Linked DNA regions of Triticum aestivum: region 2 is linked to region 1. The links are chromatin contacts, called in public Hi-C maps. All regions are on one chromosome and are shown on one strand. Each heading gives the region's core, a stretch centred on a gene start, on an enhancer-like site or on the middle of the called end of the contact. The rest is flanking DNA. Distances are from core to core; before and after follow the strand shown. Region 1 has its middle 65 kb from the start of LOC123165486. Region 2 holds the start of LOC123180350 (diacylglycerol O-acyltransferase 3).

Region 1 (3,382 bases), core at 400-2,899:
TCCTATGGGGCCTTAGCACGACGACTTTCCGACTGTCTACTACAACAAGTTTTGCGTGGCTCCGGCGAGGGAGGGGCAATGACGGCAACGCCTTCGGCTCGCTTCAGCGTTTGTAGTCGTCGCTAGGTGATCTACGGATCTGGATATATTTTTTATTATTTCTGGGGTTCGTTGTACTATCATGATTGAAGATGTATGTATAGATCGGAAGTTTTCTCGAAAAAAAAACAGATCACACTTCTTTTAACAAAACGGATCAACCTGGAGCGACGCCCATTCAACCGGCGTGAGCGACACCCATGCTCGTGTTTCGTTACAGGTGGTACATAGCAGCGCCCGGCCGCACGTAACAAATATGGTTACTCCTCTCCATAGCTTTGGCAAAGTTGATCATGAAGTTGATGTGAAGTCGGAACGCAGCCATGGCACACCACGGACACGGCTTAAGGTTGTTGATCAGAAGAAACTCCAGTTGCAGTGCAGTAGTGCTGCCACTAAGCTAAAACACACCTTCATGATTGGTCACCATTGACGCCCGGTCGTCCACGGCTCGTTGGTGGTGCTACAGCCACTAGTACAAAACAGAGTTTTAGAGACAACGTGGAGTCGACGAGGAGAGACGCACCAAAACTTACGAGCAGTGGCGTGGCGGCGCCGAACCATTGTCAGTTTAAAAGTACACGTGAATCATATGTGTGTTCAACTAATTTTCATCAACAACCTAAGAACGATTTCTCCCGAAAATAAAAATAAAATAAGAACCAATGATTCAAATCCTCCAATGCATACCAGCTCTCGTCGCCATGGCATATAATGCTGAGATGCATGCTTTAGGAATCCATCCGTTAAATCATTGGGATTTTTGAGCTGGCTCGAATGATTGGGAAACGGAAAGAGGCCGGCATCGTCTCACCTTTTCCGTCTACCACAATTCAGGGAAAAAGAATCAGAGACAAACAAAACCCGCCAGAGTGGTTGCAACTATCCCGTCCTAACTCTATCCCCTCGCACGCCCTCAAAAAGAGGGAATGGGAAAAGAAGAATTGAGGAAATGACTAAACATACTACTAGGAGAGGATGATCATCGCCCATATGGTGCATCATACACTAATACTCCTTCTGTTCTAAAATATAATGTTTCCTCTATTCCCGTACTTCAACTTTGACCATAAATTTAACCAACGAGACCGACTGCGGCGGGAGCAAAAGTTATACCAATGAATTCGTATTCAAAAGAAGTTTTCAATTATATTTTTTTTTCTCCTGCCGCAGTCGGTCTCGTTGGTTTAATTTATGGTCAAAGTTGGACCTCGGAAAACGTAGGCGCACTATATTTGAAACGAAGGGAGTAAAAAATGAAGTATTGTCGAATCACATCAGTGGGCATCTAGGCAGACACTGTAGAGGTTTCTTTTTTCTCTTTAGCTATGCTCTGGGTGTCGCCGTAGAGGCTCTGTGTTGGAACACATGGATGTGATGGGAACGCATTTCCTGATGATCACAAACACCGGTTTTCCGGATGATCTGCCAATGACGCGAAAGCCTACTTAATTGAACGGCCGACGGGCGAACAGTACAACTGTACAAGTATAGTACTCCCTCCGTAACGTTTTTTTACATTAATGTAGTGTCTAAAACGTTCTTATATTATGGAACAGAGGGAGTACCGTTCAAGAGGAGAGTGAGGGGAGGTACTACACGCCGCTGAGCCGCAGCTACTCGTAGCAGCTATAGGGTGGTTGGACCAAGGACGGCGCAGTGATTGATTGCTCGTACTGATTTTTCTACACAAGAAAACTGCATACACAAAAGCTATTGTGTAGAGACTACTAATTATTCTTCCTAAATGATAAGTGTTACACGTCATGTGCGTGGCGCTTCTGTCATGACGTTTTTTGAGTGGCAATTTCAGTCACGCAAGAATGACAAATTCTAGTGATACACGCCAAGTTTCTGTCAAAAATAAACTAAAGCACGAAAGTTGTCATGCTTGTAGAAGAGAGGTTTGGCAATGCAACTCACGATGACATTGATCAGGTGCATATGCACGTATATATGGGCTACAATGTGGGCCTCAACCTCTACTATACAAAGAATAGGAGGTGGGCCAGGATATACAAAATATACATGCAAAACCATATGTTCAACACCCTTTGTAGTCGAAGCGGCGGAAGAGACGCAGAGACTGGACTTGAACTCCTCAAAGACGGGAGTAGGCAATCCCTTAGTCATCACATCAGCGAATTGTTGCGCCGTCGAAACGTGGAGAATCCGAATGCGGCCAAAGTCCACCTGCTGGCGAACGAAGTGAATATCGAGCTCAATATGCTTCTTTCGCCGATGATGAACCGGGTTGGCGGAGAGGTAGACAGCGGAGACGTTATCGCAGTAGACAAGCGTGGCTTTGTGAACATCACAAAGTAACTCCTGGAGAAGCTGTCGAAGCCAGGAGCATTCGGCAACGACATTAGCCACTGTCCGATACTCCGCCTCAGCACTCGAACGGGAGACTGTGGGTTGTCGCTTGGATGACCAAGAGATCAGCGATGGCCCTAGGTAGACACAGTAGACGGATGTAGAACGTCGTGTGTCGGGGCATCCTGCCCAGTCCGCATTAGAGTAGGCAACGAGGTCGAGGGAGGCAGAGGCCGTCAACGTGAGTCCAAAGGACATAGTGCCGCATATGTAATGAAGGATACGCTTCACCAATGCCCAATGAGAGTCACACGGAGAGTGCATGTGAAGGCACACCTGCTGAACATCGTACTGCGTCCGGACGCGTCAGTGCCAGGTACTGTAGGGCACCGACAATAGAGCAATACAACACCGCATCGGACACGGGAGAGCCCTCCATGGCAGAGACCTTGGCCTTTGTGTCGACGTGTGTGGCGGCGGGCTTGCAGTTAAGCATGCCAGCACGCTCGAGGAGCTCATGAGCATACCTCTGCTGATGCAGAAAGAAACCATCGGCCCGTCGGACCACCTCGATGTCGAGGAAGTAATGCAGGGGCCCCAAGTCCTTGAGGGCAAAATCATCACGAAGACGAGCTGTAAGCCGCTGAAGGAGCTCAGGAGCGGACACCGTCAGGATGATGTCATGTGAGCGGTGGCGCCCGAGTCCATGTACCAATCGCCTCCACCGTCGTAATGGCTCGGTAACGGTGCAGCTAGAAGAGCGGGGTCCTATGGCGGGGGGGCCTGCAGCGTGGGGAAGGCCCCATAGGGCTGCACCGGAGGGGGCTATCCATAGCCGCTGAAGAGTGACAAGGCTAGCGGGGCAGCGTAGTCGGCCGGCTGCTGCGGGGCACCGAAGAACGCCTGGTGGCCCGCTGGACGGGGGCGAGAACACCCGACGCGGGGGCCAGCAGAACGGGCATGTGGT
Region 2 (3,626 bases), core at 910-3,409, 270 kb after region 1:
AGAAGAGAGTGGCGCGGATCCGGGGGAAGAGGGAGGCGCAGGGGCCGAGAGGTGAGCGGGGTGAGTGGGAGAGAGGCCCGAGGCGGCGGGGGGGTGCTGGCGCCCTTATCCTCCCCGTCGCCGGCGAGGTGGTGCGGCGGGGACCGGCCCCTGTTCCGACCCCGGTCGGGGGAACAGGGAAGGGGGCGAGGGGGGAGGTGGGCTGGGCCGGGGGTCGGCCAAGTTGGGCCAGGGGTCCAGTGGGGGGGGAAGGGCCTTCTCTTTTTTTTTCTTTCTTTTCTTTGTCTGTTCTGTGTTCTTTTGCTTTTTCTTTTTATTTGTTTATTTTCTTTTCTGTTTTATTTCATTTAAAAGTATTTAGGTATTTTATAAAAATGTGTTTTCTCCACCATAATTACCAGTGTATTATTTGGCACTCACCGAACATTTTTGTTTAAATTTTTGAAAACTTTTATTTTCCCCTTTTAAATTTAATTGAAGTTTGAACTAGGAGTTTGAAAAGAAGTGTGATTCCAAATGTGATCATGCCCTGTTTAGCAACATGATTAGCTTAATCACAGAGAGTTACTGTAGCATGATCCTCAGGGTGTTCTGGCTTGCGGTAGTACCATGGGCAGCAGCATGGGCGGAAGTAGGGGCGGATGCAATTTTTTACATCCGCTCCCTACGCGGTAGTACCGCTCCAGGCTTGCGGTAGTACCGTGTCGGGTTTTTGCATCGATCGGAACTTAGCGGAAGTAGCCACGGATGTATTTTTATATGTTTGTGCCTTCCCAGTCTAGACCACCCTACCTTGCGGTAGTACCGCAAGGGGGAGCGGTAGTACCGCGCCAGCGGTTCTACCGCCCTCGGCTTCTTTGCCACGGGTTTGGGTTAGCTCCTGCCGCGGCAGCGGTAGTACCGCAGGGCCTTGCGGTAGTACGGTGGGCTCGTGCGGTAGTCCCGCTTGGTGTGTGCGGTAGTACCGGTCATCGCGGGCTGAGTTAGTGGATAACGGTTGTATTTGTTCTCTCACTATAAAGGGGAGTCTTCTTCTCCGAGTTGACTATCTCTTCCATCCCCAAGCTCCATTATTGCTCTAAGCTTCATTTTTGCCCGATCTCTCTCCCTATCCAATCAAACTTGTTGATTTTCTAGGGATTGCTTGAGAAGGCCATGATCTACACTTCTACCAAGAGAAATTTGATTCCCCCCACTAATCCCTTGCGGATCTTGTTACTCTTGGGTGTTTAAGCACCCTAGACGGTTGAGGTCACCGCGGAGCCATATTCCATTGTGGTGAAGCTTCGTGGTGTCGTTGGGAGCCTCCAATTAAGTTGTGGAGATTGCCCCAACCTTGTTTGTAAAGGTCCGGTCGCCGCCTCCAAGGGCACCAATAGTGGAATCACGGCATCTCGCATTGTGTGAGGGCATGAGGAGAATACGGTGGCCCTAGTGGCTTCTTGGGGAACATTGTGCCTCCAGACCCCCTCCAACGGAGACGTACTTCCCATCAAAAGGAAGGAACTTCGGTAACACATCCTCGTCTTCACCGGCTTTACTCTTGGTTATATCGTAGCTTTACTTGTGCAAGCTTATTTTGTGTTGTATCCTTTGCTTGCTTGAGTGCTTATTGTTGTTGCATCATATAGGTTGCTCACCTAGTTGCATATCTAGACAACCTACTTTGATGCAAAGTTTAAATTGATAAAGAAAAGCTAAAAATTGTTAGTTGCCTATTCAACCCCCCCTCTAGTCAACTATATCGATCCTTTCAAATAGGATGACCGAGACGACACGCCACACCGCACAAGCGAGAGCGCTGCCGGAGCTTCGAAGACCGCCGCGCACGCCCCACTGGTGGCGTGCTCGCACGCGAGAGCACTACTCGCGTGGGGGGGGGGGGAGGCCCGCCCCCGCCAGGCGCTGGCGGGGCCTTGCCCGACGATGTGTGCCGGCGGCGACACGAGAGGAAGGAGGTGGAGGGGCAGGGAAGGTGGGGGCGGTTTTCATCTATCTTACTACACTTATTTCCCACTATGATCAGCCTAAGCGCATGGACGAGTGTGGACTACCTCGTAGTCAGCAGCAATCGTGGAGTGAAGACCTCCTCATTTGTCCACGTAAGGAATGCATAGCCGCTTCCCCGCACACAACACGCCACGTATGCCCGAAGGGTATAACTGTAAATTCGTATGCAAGGAGGCGTGACGAAGCGTCTAAACGCGCAGACGGATTTGGGAGGTGGAGAAAGGGGGAACGGGGAACGCGGAAAGGGATCTCGCCGCAACGCACCATGGAGCTCGCCGCAACCGGCGCTGCTGCCCTCCGGCGATCGTTGGCGTCGGGGTATCCGGTGGTTCCGAGGGAGAGGAGAAGGCGGATGCCGGCCAGGGTGTCCTGCGTCGGCCGCGGAGGCAGAGGCGTAGGCGGGGGATTCGCCGACGAGGCGCACCTCAGGTACTACGAGGCGCCGCCGCGGAAGGCGGTGGAGGCGGCGGCGAGGGACCTTACCAAGCTCCGGGCCATGGGCCTTGTCGCCGGCGACCCGGCCAAGGAGAAGATCCTCTCGGTGAGCGCTCTGCCTCCCTCCTCCTCACCTGTCGATTTGCTGTTCTGTTCTCCATTTATGCTTCGAATTGGGGTAATTGTAGTGTTTTATTGCGAATAGCTGTCGCGGAAGGATTTGAATGGCGTTGACGCAATGTTTGATTTGGTCTCAAACATAAACACTACTCATTTCCCCATGTAGCTAAACATAAAGATTTAGATTTCTTCTGTTTCTTGGTAATTCTGGGAAACTGTTTGGACATTTTAGCACCGTGCTTTTATTGAAACATGAATTTGGTGGTAAATTAGCTGGCTGATTTTGCAACGTACTTTTTGTGCAAATTATGATAAAGTTGAGCTCTGATCTGCGGGGAACTATGAATACAGGAAGCCACTGAGCTGCTGCTAAAGGAGTTGAATCAGATGAAGGATGCAGAGGACGAGCTGAAGAAGAAGGACGAGCTGAAGAAGAAGCAGAAAGAGGAGAAGGCTGCCATGAAAGCACTGAAGAAGCAGCAGAAGGAAGCGAAGAAGGCTGCAATGAACTGTGGAGATGGCTCCTCTGAATCAAGCGAGAGTGAGTGTGAGGAAGAGCAGTCCATGAAAATGAGTTGTGTTGCCACCACATCGATGCCTGCAATTGAGCAAGGAATGGCGATGTCAATGTCAGTGCCCCAAATTGCTGCATCCAACATTGCAACAGCTCCGGCAATGGATTTTGACAAGGCTGCGATGAAGGCCATGAAGAAGAGGGAGAAGGAACAAAAGAAAGCTGCAAAGAAGGCCATGAAGATGAAAAAGGAGGAAGAGAAGAGGATGGCCACACTGAATTCCTGCAAGGATGAGGACAGTTCATGCTCATCGGAGTCCAGCAACAGTGAGTGTGAAGGGGAAGTCGTCAGAATGAGCCGCTGTGCCACCATTTCTGTGCCTCGAACACCATCTGCAAGCACAGTTTTCCCCATCATAGTGCCACAAATCTCAGACTCCGTTGCACTGGATGCTCAGATCATTTCTGGGTCTGCAAATGCAATGCAGCGCACTACCACCAGCATTGCGGTTGTCGAAAAACCAGTGCTGAACAGAATCGAGGTCTG

What was found. A called contact is a pair of places that touch in the nucleus more often than the background predicts.
Region 2: a Hi-C map of leaf shows a contact between it and region 1, with 10 times the contacts expected there. The contact joins the promoter of LOC123180350 here to the enhancer-like site in region 1. A contact is called at or near these places in 3 of 5 Hi-C or Micro-C datasets (leaf and an unstated tissue) and 1 of 1 datasets of contacts at active chromatin or transcription factors (leaf).

Annotation. Positions count from the first base shown.
Region 1 is chr1D:69,115,837-69,119,218 of IWGSC CS RefSeq v2.1, forward strand. No RefSeq gene overlaps it. Among protein-coding and RNA genes, the nearest start is that of LOC123165486, 65 kb to the left of the region's middle. Within about 2 kb of position 1,650, at least 1 of the 8 cell types and tissues checked has an H3K27ac peak or open chromatin away from gene starts, as enhancers often do.
Region 2 is chr1D:69,387,602-69,391,227 of IWGSC CS RefSeq v2.1, forward strand. LOC123180350 (diacylglycerol O-acyltransferase 3) reads left to right here and starts at 2,160. Exons shown (of 2, transcript XM_044592387.1): 1 at 2,160-2,551; 2 at 2,917-3,626. The coding sequence starts at 2,276.